Regions from separate parts of the Mus musculus genome. Here region 2 is linked to region 1. Evidence: chromatin contacts called from public promoter capture Hi-C data. All regions are on one chromosome and are shown on one strand. The core of a region is the stretch at or near the end of the contact, and the rest is flanking DNA. Distances in the headings are between cores, read along the strand shown. Region 1 holds the start of 4931419H13Rik (RIKEN cDNA 4931419H13 gene). Region 2 holds the start of Spg20 (spastic paraplegia 20, spartin (Troyer syndrome) homolog (human)).

What was found. Capture Hi-C pulls out chosen DNA fragments and counts their contacts.
Region 2: a promoter capture Hi-C map of adipose tissue shows a contact between it and region 1. The contact joins the promoter of Spg20 here to the promoter of 4931419H13Rik in region 1. A contact is called at or near these places in 1 of 39 promoter capture datasets (the SN4741 cell line), 1 of 15 datasets of contacts at CTCF or cohesin (the NIH/3T3 cell line), 2 of 484 Hi-C or Micro-C datasets (embryonic stem cells and nephron progenitors), 1 of 115 datasets of contacts at active chromatin or transcription factors (embryonic stem cells) and 1 of 9 other capture datasets (adipose tissue).

Annotation. Positions count from the first base shown.
Region 1 is chr3:55,053,822-55,059,461 of GRCm38.p6, reverse strand. It overlaps 4931419H13Rik (RIKEN cDNA 4931419H13 gene), which reads right to left and starts at 4,220. Exons shown (of 8, transcript NR_040593.1): 1 at 4,026-4,220; 2 at 1,136-1,187. Ccna1 (cyclin A1) reads left to right here and starts at 4,407. Exons shown (of 9, transcript NM_007628.3): 1 at 4,407-4,497; 2 at 4,944-5,129. The coding sequence starts at 4,965.
Region 2 is chr3:55,109,421-55,115,030 of GRCm38.p6, reverse strand. It overlaps Spg20 (spastic paraplegia 20, spartin (Troyer syndrome) homolog (human)), which reads right to left and starts at 2,923. Exons shown (of 9, transcript NM_144895.2): 1 at 2,814-2,923.

The DNA.
Region 1 (5,640 bases), core at 2,971-5,470:
TTGGGGAGGTGGCCAGGGTCTCCGCAGTCAAGGTTTGAGTTCCCGAGTACAATTGGCCAGAACAAGGGTATTGGAAGATGCTTCGTCTGCATGGAAGAACAAGATAGTTCGTGACAAATCCAAGTTCAAACAAAATCCGCAAATCCAGCTCCACGGAACATACTAGGAGGAAAACTCCAACTCTAGAAGGAGACCAACATCCAAGAAAGCAGGAAATAAATTCTTCCTAGGGTTGATGGTGGCACGGTGGCTTCATGGCCAGTGTGGGGGGAAGGAGGGAGCTGCCTGACGTCCTCATCTGAGTTATGAGGTTGAAGCTCTCCTTGACCCTTCTTCCTCCATTAATCCTGGGCCACTAGGGTCCCTCAAACAGCGGGTCTGCCAACCCTGCTCTGTCCATGAAACTAGATGCCTCTGCGGAGCTACTTGCATACTGAAGACCTGGAAGAACCCTGCAGAATCACGGTTCTTCGATCCACATTAGAGGGGTCCACGACGCTGGGTTCTGATGTGGAACGGGGGTGAAGTGGGGGTGGGGGAGAGTCCAGCAGGAACAGGAGCAGGTATGGGACAGGCACACAGATTGTCACCTGGGAGCCAGGCTGGCAGCCCTGCTCCTTCCTGCTTTTCTTTTTACATTGTGTGTGTGTGTGTGTGTGTGTGTGTGTGTGTGTGTGTGTGTTCCTATGTGTGGAGGTCAAGGACACAAGTGGTGCCCAGGAATCACCCTTGAGCTGTCCAGTTTGTGGGCAAACGCCTTTACCCAGTAAAGGGGAGGCCTCTTTGTATCTGAGATAACTTCTGGAAGGTTTTACCTACTGGGGAAGGGTTGTCTTCCCTCCGTTAGTACTTCCTGGAAGTGTCCTGACAGTTATGGGTGCAGCTAACTACTCTCTCATTGTATTTAAGGTTCTGTCCACAGGACGGGACTCCTGCTGTGGAGCTGTGGAGCTGTGGAGCTGTGGAGAAATGATCCTCTTTGCCTAGGCTCCATCTGTGAATCTGTGGGGACTCTGTACGGACTCCATCTGAGGAGCTGTGGGCATGTCATCTCCTACGGTAGAGTGACAACTCAACAATGTGGCTTATTTGGGGGAATCACTCATGCTCCTGTAAATAAGCTGAATAAACTCACCATTTCACCAAACTATGCCGATCTACCATTGGTGCCGTCTTGTGTAAGCTCCCTGGAGAAAAATAAGTTTGCACGATAAAACTAAGTACTGTGTAAGATATAAAGCATTTGATTTTTTTTGTTTAACACACACACTTGGTTCACATGGTTAGTTTAAAATCTGACCAGAAAACTATAATTTAATGTGGGAAACGGAAGCAGCACAAAAAGATCCAGAAAACACAAGCATGGCGAAGTGTGCCGAGAAGAAAGGGGAGCTAATGTAACAATAAAATTTCATTTGAAATAAGGCTTGGTCAGGTGACAGCTACTCAAAGAAGTGAATTTTAACATAAAAGGCATATCTTACTCAAAGGTCCCATTTAATTATTTCAGTTGATTTTTTCTTTTTCACTCATTCTTTCAGGATTTCCATGTATGTGGGGTCTTATTAAACCCTCTCCACCAATAGCGTGTGCTCTCTCTCTCTCAGGCTGTCTCCATCAACCTTTCTTATCTATGTGAAGGCAGCCTAATGACCATAGACATTTCTGTAGATGTCTTTGTAAACATCTTCCTTAGGTCCCGACTAGATTCTTAAGCTCCAATCCTAGGAATTGAGAAGTTTGAAAAGAAAGCTCACAGGAACAACCCCCCAGATCAAGAGGAACACATCAAGATTGTCCCCTCCCTTGGGAAACAATTAGCATCTCAGAAAATCCTTCAGCTGCTGCACCCACATGTCAAGAACTGGGGTTCCTTACTGCACATGTATGGTCGTGAGAGCAGCAAAATGGTCAAGCAGGAGACCTCTGACAAGAGTGTGATAGAGCTACAGCAGTATGCCAAGAAGAACAGGCCCAACCTTCACATCCTGAGCAAGCTACAAGAAGAGATGAAGAGGCTGGCTGCAGAGCGGGAGGAGACTCGGAAGAAACCCAAGATGTCAATTGTAGCATCTGCCCAGCCTGGTGGTGAGCCCTTGTGCACAGTCGATGTATGAGGTAGGCAGCATGGGCCAACAGTGCTACCCAGGAGAGACCATCAGCCACACATCATCACTCTGCAGCTCCAGGCCTCCAACCTAAGTTCCTTCCCTGTGGCAGGGTCTGGGCTCTGGCTCTGGCACATGGGGACAGCTGTGACAACACAGTACACATGCAAAGAAGCAGTTCTGGACAAGCTGCTCTCAATGTGACTGGATATACTCAAGGATCAGTCATAAGTTAACTGCGCAAGTGGAAGCTGATAGACAGCTGCAGATCCTGCTTGTATGTATCTGCTGCGGACCGTTTTTATGAAGGTTTTCATTAATTTTAGTACACTATATGCACTGACAAGAAGTAACACTTCGTTGATAGATGAGATGACCAGGTTTTATAGCTTTGGCTGGCCTATGTTGCCAGGTAGCCCCTTTGCTATGGTTCTTTCTGGTGGAGCCACTGAGACTTGGTCAGAAGATGCAGGTATCCTGTCCTGTAGTACTACCTGCTTTGTGTGTTTTGCATTTTCTTCTGGAAAAAGTTATAACAGATAGGAATATTTCAGGCTATTTTGGCTTAAAATAAAACAAAATTTTAGCACCAAAAAAAAAAAAAAATGTCCCCTCCCAAGCCTGTCAGTCTCTTGTCTGAACTTGTTACCAGGCTCCAGCTGAGACCTTAAGCCACACCCAGCAATCACAACAACGGTTTGGCTTTCTTGGGAGATTTCCAGGAAGTCGCGTAGGCATAGCCTGTCACCAGTCAGAGCACCTTGCAAAACAGCTCCTTTGGGCCTGGATGACTTATGAACATCTATGGCAGCAACCAAGATGTTCCCGCATCCTGTGTGTTGTCTCCATGTTTGAAGGCACGAGAATTGAGAATTAGAGGATGCAACATGTCATCCAGAACAAGGAAGCTTTGCGCTTCTGCATCCAGTATGGGTTGGTGAAACGCTTCGCAAAGCCCTCTCCACAAGATGGGCCACACTTTTCCTAGAATCTTCTGCGTCTAGTCGGTTGAGACAGTTCACATCTGCTAACCCCCTCTCTCGTGAACGCATCAATTAATAATACACTTAGGCAGGCTAACGACCTTTGCTTAAAGTTTGGATGGCCTTTGGAACTGCTTTTAGAATTTAGGGGTGGATTTTATTTCTAAGCAAAAGCAGTTACAGGATGTGTGTGTGTGTGTGTGTCTGTGCATGTATGCATATACACTCATATATACTGATATATGATGCATAGACATATACATCTGGTGCTCACATATATGTGAGTACACGTGTGTATATATTTTCAAAAAAAGTTAACCAATTATGTAAACTCAGTTTGCTGATTGCCTGTCACCTCTACAAGTGCCAGGGTTTCCATGATTCAAGAATTGCCTTGCCCTTTTAGAACCTTCTTTTTGGTTAAACTCCCACTCCCAGTCCTGGGACTCTCCTTTCACACGTGGCCGTGGCCGGGTCATCGGAGCAATGACCTCAGCTCAGAATCTCTCAACATCCAAGCCACAGAGGCTCCCCGCATTCCTTCCTCTTCCCCGCACCAGCGGTGCCCAAGGGGAAGACCTCTCACGGGTGGCTGGGGCACCTCGAGTTACATTACGGCCCCAAATCTCTCCCGGCTCCCTTTGCCACACTTCCGGCCCCTGACCACCCTGGAAGGCTAAGCTGTGGCACAGCCCTCCGCCGCCCAGGGTCGGGAGCCCGTGGGGCAGGCGTCCGAGAGAAGGAGATGGGGAAGGGGAGCGAGCCGCGCCCTCGGGCCGGCCAGGAGGGCGCCGCGGCCTCAGCCCGAGGACCCCGCGTCGCTCTCCCGAGCCAGGGTTCTCGGGAGCGGGCCGCGCAGGAGACGTTGGCGGGAGGGGTTCGTAGCTGTTGGGGGAACCGGCTCCTGGGGAACTGTCCCTTTCAGGGAGGCTACCGTGTGTAAGCCGCCGTCAGCCCTCCCTGGTGACATCGACCAGAGGGGTGCAAGTGGCGACGTGCGGTGCAGTGCGGTTCGGTGCGCCTGGCACGCCTGGCTTTGCGGTTCAGGAGCCCGGGGCTGCGCGGTTGGCCCCGCCCGGCAGCGCCCCGGGGGCCGAGCATCAGCGGGCAGAGCTGCAGGTGAGCGGTCGCCAGGACGATGAGGACCCGGGCGCACGCCCGCCGCGGTTGGCATGGAAGCGGCTCTGCTGGGCTCGGGGTGGCCGCTGATTGGCTGATTCAACAGACGCGGCTGGGTCGAAAGTCCTCAGTGGCGAGCGCACTAGCCGAGGCTGCTGGAACCGGCCCCCTGGAATCTCTCCTCTCCGGGTCCCCTCCCTCCGCGCACGGCCCCGCCCGCCCGGCCCCGGCCGGGGTGCGCTTGCTAATCGCCCAGACAGAGAAGAACCTGAGAAGCAGGGCCTGCTGTGGGTTCCCAAGCAGGTTTGGGGGCCTTACTTCTGGAGAGAAGCGCCTGCTTGTCACTTGGGAAGGGAACTCACCTTTTCCCAGCCAGGGATCTTGGATTTTGAATCAAATCTGGAAGGGGGCGAGGGAAGGAGGATCAGGAATCTTAGGTTCTGCTTCCCTCTGCCCTAAATCAATGTGGGCAGACAATCCTGGCGTGGAGTTTGGGCTCCATCCGGCTCTCTCTGCAACCTTTAGCCTGGGGTCATATTAAAGCCCATTCAGCCATTGTTTGGTTCTGAGTTGGTTGCTCTGATGCCTGAGCTGTCACTTGGGACCTTAATGTTTGTCGGGAAGTTGGGACATTGGTAGTGACTCTGGAGCTTGGCACTCCAGAGTTCTCTGCATTTCCGGGTCCCTAGGTTGAGAGGTAAACTAACTGTGTCTCCTCTTTCCTGGATAGCAGCAGGCTGTGGCTTACTAGGCAATGCATCGCCAGAGCTCCAAGAGTGGAGTCGCTCTGCCTCCAGTGGGCCAAGGTCCTGATGCTTGTCAAATGCTCAGCAGAGCTCAGCTTGGCCAGGATCCCCCACAGAGAACCGTGCTAGGGGTGTTGACTGAAAATGAGCAGTACAGGAGGACCTGTGGCCAGGTAATGACCCAGGAGCACCAGGAAATATGCCACGGAGAAGGCTTGCTGTGGCAGTATGCGTGTGTGTGTGTGTGTGTGTGTGTGTGTGTGTGTGTGTGTGTGTGTGCATGCACTCATGCACTTGTGCCTGCATGTCAAATACATGGAGAACGATGCCAAGGACAAAGAAGGCTTTCTATGATAGTGTGCATCTGTGTGCACGTGTGTGCACATGTGTGCATATGTGTATGTAGGAACTGTTTGGGTTAAGTGATTCAAGGGCTAGTCAGAAAGAATGAAATTACACTGTCCTATAGCCCTGGAGATGCTCTGAGCCGCCAGAAAGATGTTCAGTAGGAGCTAGGCTACCACGAATTAATCGGGGAGAGCTTGTGTTGTGTTCTGTGGCCGCACTGTGTGTACCAGGATACACCAGCTTACTTTATGAACTAGAGGTTGGTATTAGAGCACACATCTCTACCACTACAGACCAGGAATGGTCACTGAGGTATTTGCTTACTTGTCTGCTTCA
Region 2 (5,610 bases), core at 1,674-4,173, 57 kb before region 1:
AACCCATGTTTGTCCTATCCTGGGGTCACTGCTGACACACGTTCCTTGCAATCTATTCTGCTGTGTCATAATGCCTTAGGCTTCCACGGATTCCAACCCCTTCCTCTCAGAAGCCACAGGACAAACATTCCATACTTCATTTCCCTTGGGGCACAAGAAGGCGTGAACTTAGGAGAGTGTAACCTTCTGACAGTGCCATCTATGAAGCGCTGGGCTGCAGCCATGGCTCTGTGGCTTTTGGCTTCTGGGCAGCAGGCTGGACTCATGTGCTCAGAATAAACAGAGAATCAAGCAGTGCCCAGGCATATCTGGGCACTGAAAAAAAACTGTGGAAAAAAAAAAAAAAAACTCTAAAAAAAAACTGTTTACCAAATGTCTCAAAAAGATTGAAAAGTTAATGATTTCATATGCTTTAATTCTCAATGTTGGTTACAAGAAAGTGGAGTGCCAATCGAAAGTACTAAATAAACAGTGCTTTCATTAGCTTAACAGTCCAATCACCAAGTCACGAACCAATACCTGCTCTAGATAACAAGGGTGGACTTTTAAACATATTCACGCTCTCTCTCTGTCTGTCTCTGTCTCTCTCTCTGTCTCTCTGTTGTGTGTGTGTCTGTGTTTCCCTCTCTGTCTCTATGTGTGTGTGTCTGTGTTTCCCTCTCTCTCTGTCTCTATGTGTGTGTGTCTGTGTCTCCCTCTCTGTCTCTCTGTCTGTCTCTCTCTCTCTCTGTCTCTCTGTCTCTCTCTCTCTCTGTCTCTCTCTCTCTCTCTCACTTGTGTATACAGATCTCTGCTTGTAAAATGTTGGCAGTCACATGCCCTGGGGCCTGGGGAGGTCAGAGGACAACTGGGTGTATGTCCTGGTCTTTCACCTTGTCTGAAACAGGGTCTTTTGCTTCTTTTTGTTTGTTTGTTTGTTTGTGTTTTCCTGTTTGGTAGACAAGGCTAGCTTCTGGGGAGTCTCCTGTCTCTGCCTCTCATCTCCCAATATGAGGGCAGAGATTATACCTTTATACAGGTTTGGGGGTTTTTGAACTCAGGTCCTCAGGGTTAGTGTCCTCACTCCTGTTTAAATTTTCTAATAAAAGATGTAAGAAACACCTACTTTAAACTCAGCTATGTATGTGGTTCACTCTGCACCAGAAGTAAAGTTCTGATTAAAAATACTTGGAAACTCAGTTCTATTCCACGACAGAGAAAGTAGCAAATAACTGTGCTTATGGGGAAACAGCCAGCAACAGGAGTTCTGATGCCAGCATGCCTGGTCTGTTACAAAACGGGGAATGGGAAGGGTTTGTTATTCAGATTATATACTGGCAGGTTAACATTTATAGGGTACAAAGTGATTGTGAAGTCTGATTTTTGAACTATTCTAATTTTTTAATATTTGTTTTTTAGTATTTTTAATTATGCATATGTGGGGGAGGGGAGGTTCCGGTGAAGCTGGAAATGGGCACTGGGTACTCTACAAGTGCAGATAACCTGTTAACTGCTGAACCATCTTTCCAGTCCCATTATTCAGACTTTTAATTTAAATATAGAATGATGAAATAAGGCTAATTTACTCATCACCCAGATATAACATTTTTAAAATGAAAGTAGCAGATTTTCGTCTCTCTCTGACGTGTACAATATTTCATGATCAACTATACTGAGCATACTGTACTAAGCTACATCCCTCACTCCTCCTATCTGGGTCGGGAACATGGGGGACTGATTGTCAGGGAGGGTTCAACTCTAGAACCATTCCAACAATTCTTTCTTGCTTGGGAACTGTATGTTTCAGATTGTACCGCGCACCACGTGGGCAACAAACCACATTCCTCAAAATACAGAGGTTTCCTGTTTCAAACAAGTCCTCCACAAACACAATTAAGACCATCAGGAAGGCACACCAACCAAGACCAGTTCCCTCAGAACTAGGAGCACTCATTATTCACTTAATTGCTTCTGAAAATTTTAAAACAGTTGCTAAATTCTTAGGTATCCGAGGGTCATTTCATCGATCAAAAACCGTTCCGTTTATAATACAACAAAGCAAATCTCGAGGATCCTTAAGCAATCCCACAACCATGGGGAATAACGGAACCAGCCGTACACTAGAGCAATAAAGTAGCCTCACAAAACCACACACACTCCCAGAGAAAACTTTTCTAGACCTAAAGTTAGGCCTCGGGGGTCCTTTGAGATGCTGGAAGCCAGTAAACTTGTATCCCAATTACCAATGCCCGCTCCATTCACTGCCAGTGTTGTGGCTCCTGGCGCTTTCAGCTGCCAACGTTGGACAAGCTGTAGAGGAGCAAGAAAGCCAGTGGGGTTTGGAGAGGGAACAGTGGCGGACGCACACTAGGGATCACCAGAGATCAGGGATGGGAGGATCCGAACCAAGGGACAAGCGAGGATCAGGGATAGGTAAACGCACACCAAGGATGCGCGGGGGCGCAGGATTGAAGGACCAGCGCCGGGGATAAGAAGGGACCAAGGATGGGAGGGCCAGCACCAGGGATGCGCGGGTTCCTGGGGCAGGAGGATCTAGGACCTGAGCGCCGCTCCCCGGGCCAGAGCTGTAGGAGACGAAAGATGGGCGAAGGCTCCTTCAGTACTAGCTGGAATAGCCTCAGCAGGACTTCTGGAAACTTCCTTGGCAGAAGGGCTCTCAGCAAGATGCCGCCTGGACCCGGGCCGCAGCCCCCACCCCCGCTGGGCGTCCCGGGGTGGACCCGGCTCACAAAGCCCCGCGTGACGCCCTCTAGGTCCGGCCCCGCCCACGCGTCACCACACCGGCGCGGAGCTGAGCTTCTGCCCACTCTGACCTTCCAAAGGCGCACGGGTAGCCAGCGGTCCGCTCCGAGCCCGAGAGCCCACGGAGAGCGCGCAACTGCAGGCCCCACACACCCTCCGGCCTCAGCCAGGCCCAGGCCACGTCGGACCGCGCCTGCGCACTCCGTACCGGCTGCCCTGGGGCCGCCGAAGGGACCCGCAGTGCCACGGCAATGACAGCTTCCGGCCGCCAGGGGGAGACCTGGGTCGGGCACTGAGGATTGGGAGAACAAATGGTTGCCTGGAACCTGGGACCTTGCCTGACCTGTGCAAAGTGTTAAATCTGTGACATAAAAACAAAACAAACTAACAAACAAAAACCTCACAAGGCTGGGGGCTGGAGAGACGGCTCAGCAGTGAAGAAGAGGTCATTATTTTTTATTTGCTCTGTAATCCATAAAGAACACACCATAATAATTTATAAGTGCAACAATTAAAAGTGAATAAAAGATTTGAGTAGATCCTTCTTTAGACAAGATATACAGACCACCAGAAAGAATATCAAAAGATAGTGAATCCGCCGGGCGTGGTGGCACACGCCTTTAATCCCAGCACTCTGGAGGCAGAGGCAGGCAGATTTCTGAGTTCGAGGCCAGCCTGGTCTACAAAGAGAGTTCCGGGACAGCCAGGGCTATACTGAGAAACCCTGTCTCGAAAACAAACAAACAAACAAACAAAAGATAGTGACTATCACGAGTCTTCAGGCTAACTCAAATCAAAATGAGATGTAACTTCTGTCTCATTAGAATGGCTGTAATCAAAAGATAAGCAGAAAAGGGTTTGGCAAGATGGTTTTTTTTCCGGTCCTCCTGCCTTACTGGTGGGAGTGTTAAGTAACCAAAACCAGCCCAGCAAAGTCTACCCCTAGTTAGAATTGTTCATAAAATTATCCATTTATCTTGATTCAAATAATTCAGTCGTTGTAAAATTCCTTTCCCTCTCTTGACACCACCTGTAATCACCTGGGTAGAGTCCCGATGAGAGATGGTCTGCGTTAGGTTGGATGTGTGGGGGGTGTCTTAAGTTAATTGATGTGGCATGACCCAGCTCACTGTGGGCAGCACCATTTCCAAGATAGGAGGCCTTGAAAGAATGGAGAAAATGCACTAGGCACAAGCAATCAGGCAGGCAAGCCTGAGTTAATTCCTTTCTCCCTGCTCTTGACTGTAGGTGTGATATATCTAGATGTTTGATTTCCTGCTTGACTTTCTCATAATACTGGATTATAACCTGGACCAGTGACCTGAGTTAAACCTCTTCTTATTCCTCTGAATCATAGCAACAAATATAACTAGGACACACTCCTATTTATTTTGTTTAAGTGAATCAGGTAGGATTTTATAATGGCATCCTGCCTTTATTCTTTAACTGCTTTCAAATCATATGCTCAAAATCATTTTACAATGTCATATCTAGTGTGTGTGTGTGTGTGTGTGTGTGTGTGTGTTAGACAAAGAATCCCTCCATTTCTTCAGGCAATAAAATTAAGTCACTTGTCTACAGATCTACTTGCTACCAATTATAGTTACTCACACACTCAATTTCTAGGAAATACTTCAAAATGGCTTTACAAAGATTGACAATTTGGAGTGATTGGGACCAGGTATTTCCAGCATGCAGTGTTCAAATTAATGTCTTCATCCTCTAGTGGTATCTAGATGGGACACACACACACACACACACACACACTCACACACACACACACACACACATACTCACATACACTCACACATACACACACACACTCACACACACACACACACATACTCACATACACTCACACATACACACTCACACACACACAATCACATACACTCACACACACACATACTCACATACACTCACACATACACACTCACACACACAATCACATACACACACACAATCACATACACTCTCACACACACACTCTCTCTCTCTCTCTCTCTCTCTCTCACACACACACACATACTCACATACACTCACACATACACACACACACACACACACACACACACACTTGCAGCCATTCTCATCCCTAACCTAGCTTCAGCAACAGGGAGGAGAGGTAGTAGGAGAGATGCTGGGACCCCTCCTTCTGGGGAGGAAATCCCTCTCAACTGCTGGCCATGGACCCTGCTCTTGGCTGTAAGCATCTGGGGTAGTTTCCATTTCAGTGACATTAGAGAAGGGGGAAGGGGAGAGAAGGAGTGAGGGAGAGAAAGAAAGACTAGATTCAAATGCCAAAAACGTTGCTGTTCTTATTGAGTTTTAGGGATTTTTTGTTTGTTTGTTTTGTTTTTTAAGGGATGTTTCTTCATTTGCTGCATTCTATTAGGAACTTTGTAGAGACTTAAATTTAAAACAATTCCCCCCCTTTTTTTTTTCTGGGGTTTTACAGAGCCACAAAATACCACAGTGTCGTATATTTTAATGGCTTCAATGAAAAGTATGCAGCATATGTAAAATTAGGGTAAAAGTTTTATCTGAGGCTTTTTATCCTCTTTGATCAGTTTGATATCTCTGATTAAGTATTACCATTGCATTTTAAATGGTCAGCATGATATGGATGACTTGGCTAGCAATGAGGGCTCCTACTTTGCACAGGCTGCTTCTAAGCCAGTTCCGGTTATGTGCTCTGTGGTCATATGTATTTTGATAAAAATCCAGGGGCTCTTACCAGTTACAACTCTCCATTTTCTCATCCTCACTGATGAGATGGATGTGGGGATTCAAAGAGTGGACAAGTTAAGTTGGATACATGTTTAGTCTTGGTTCTGTGAGATATAATTATGTTCATGACTGCTTCTG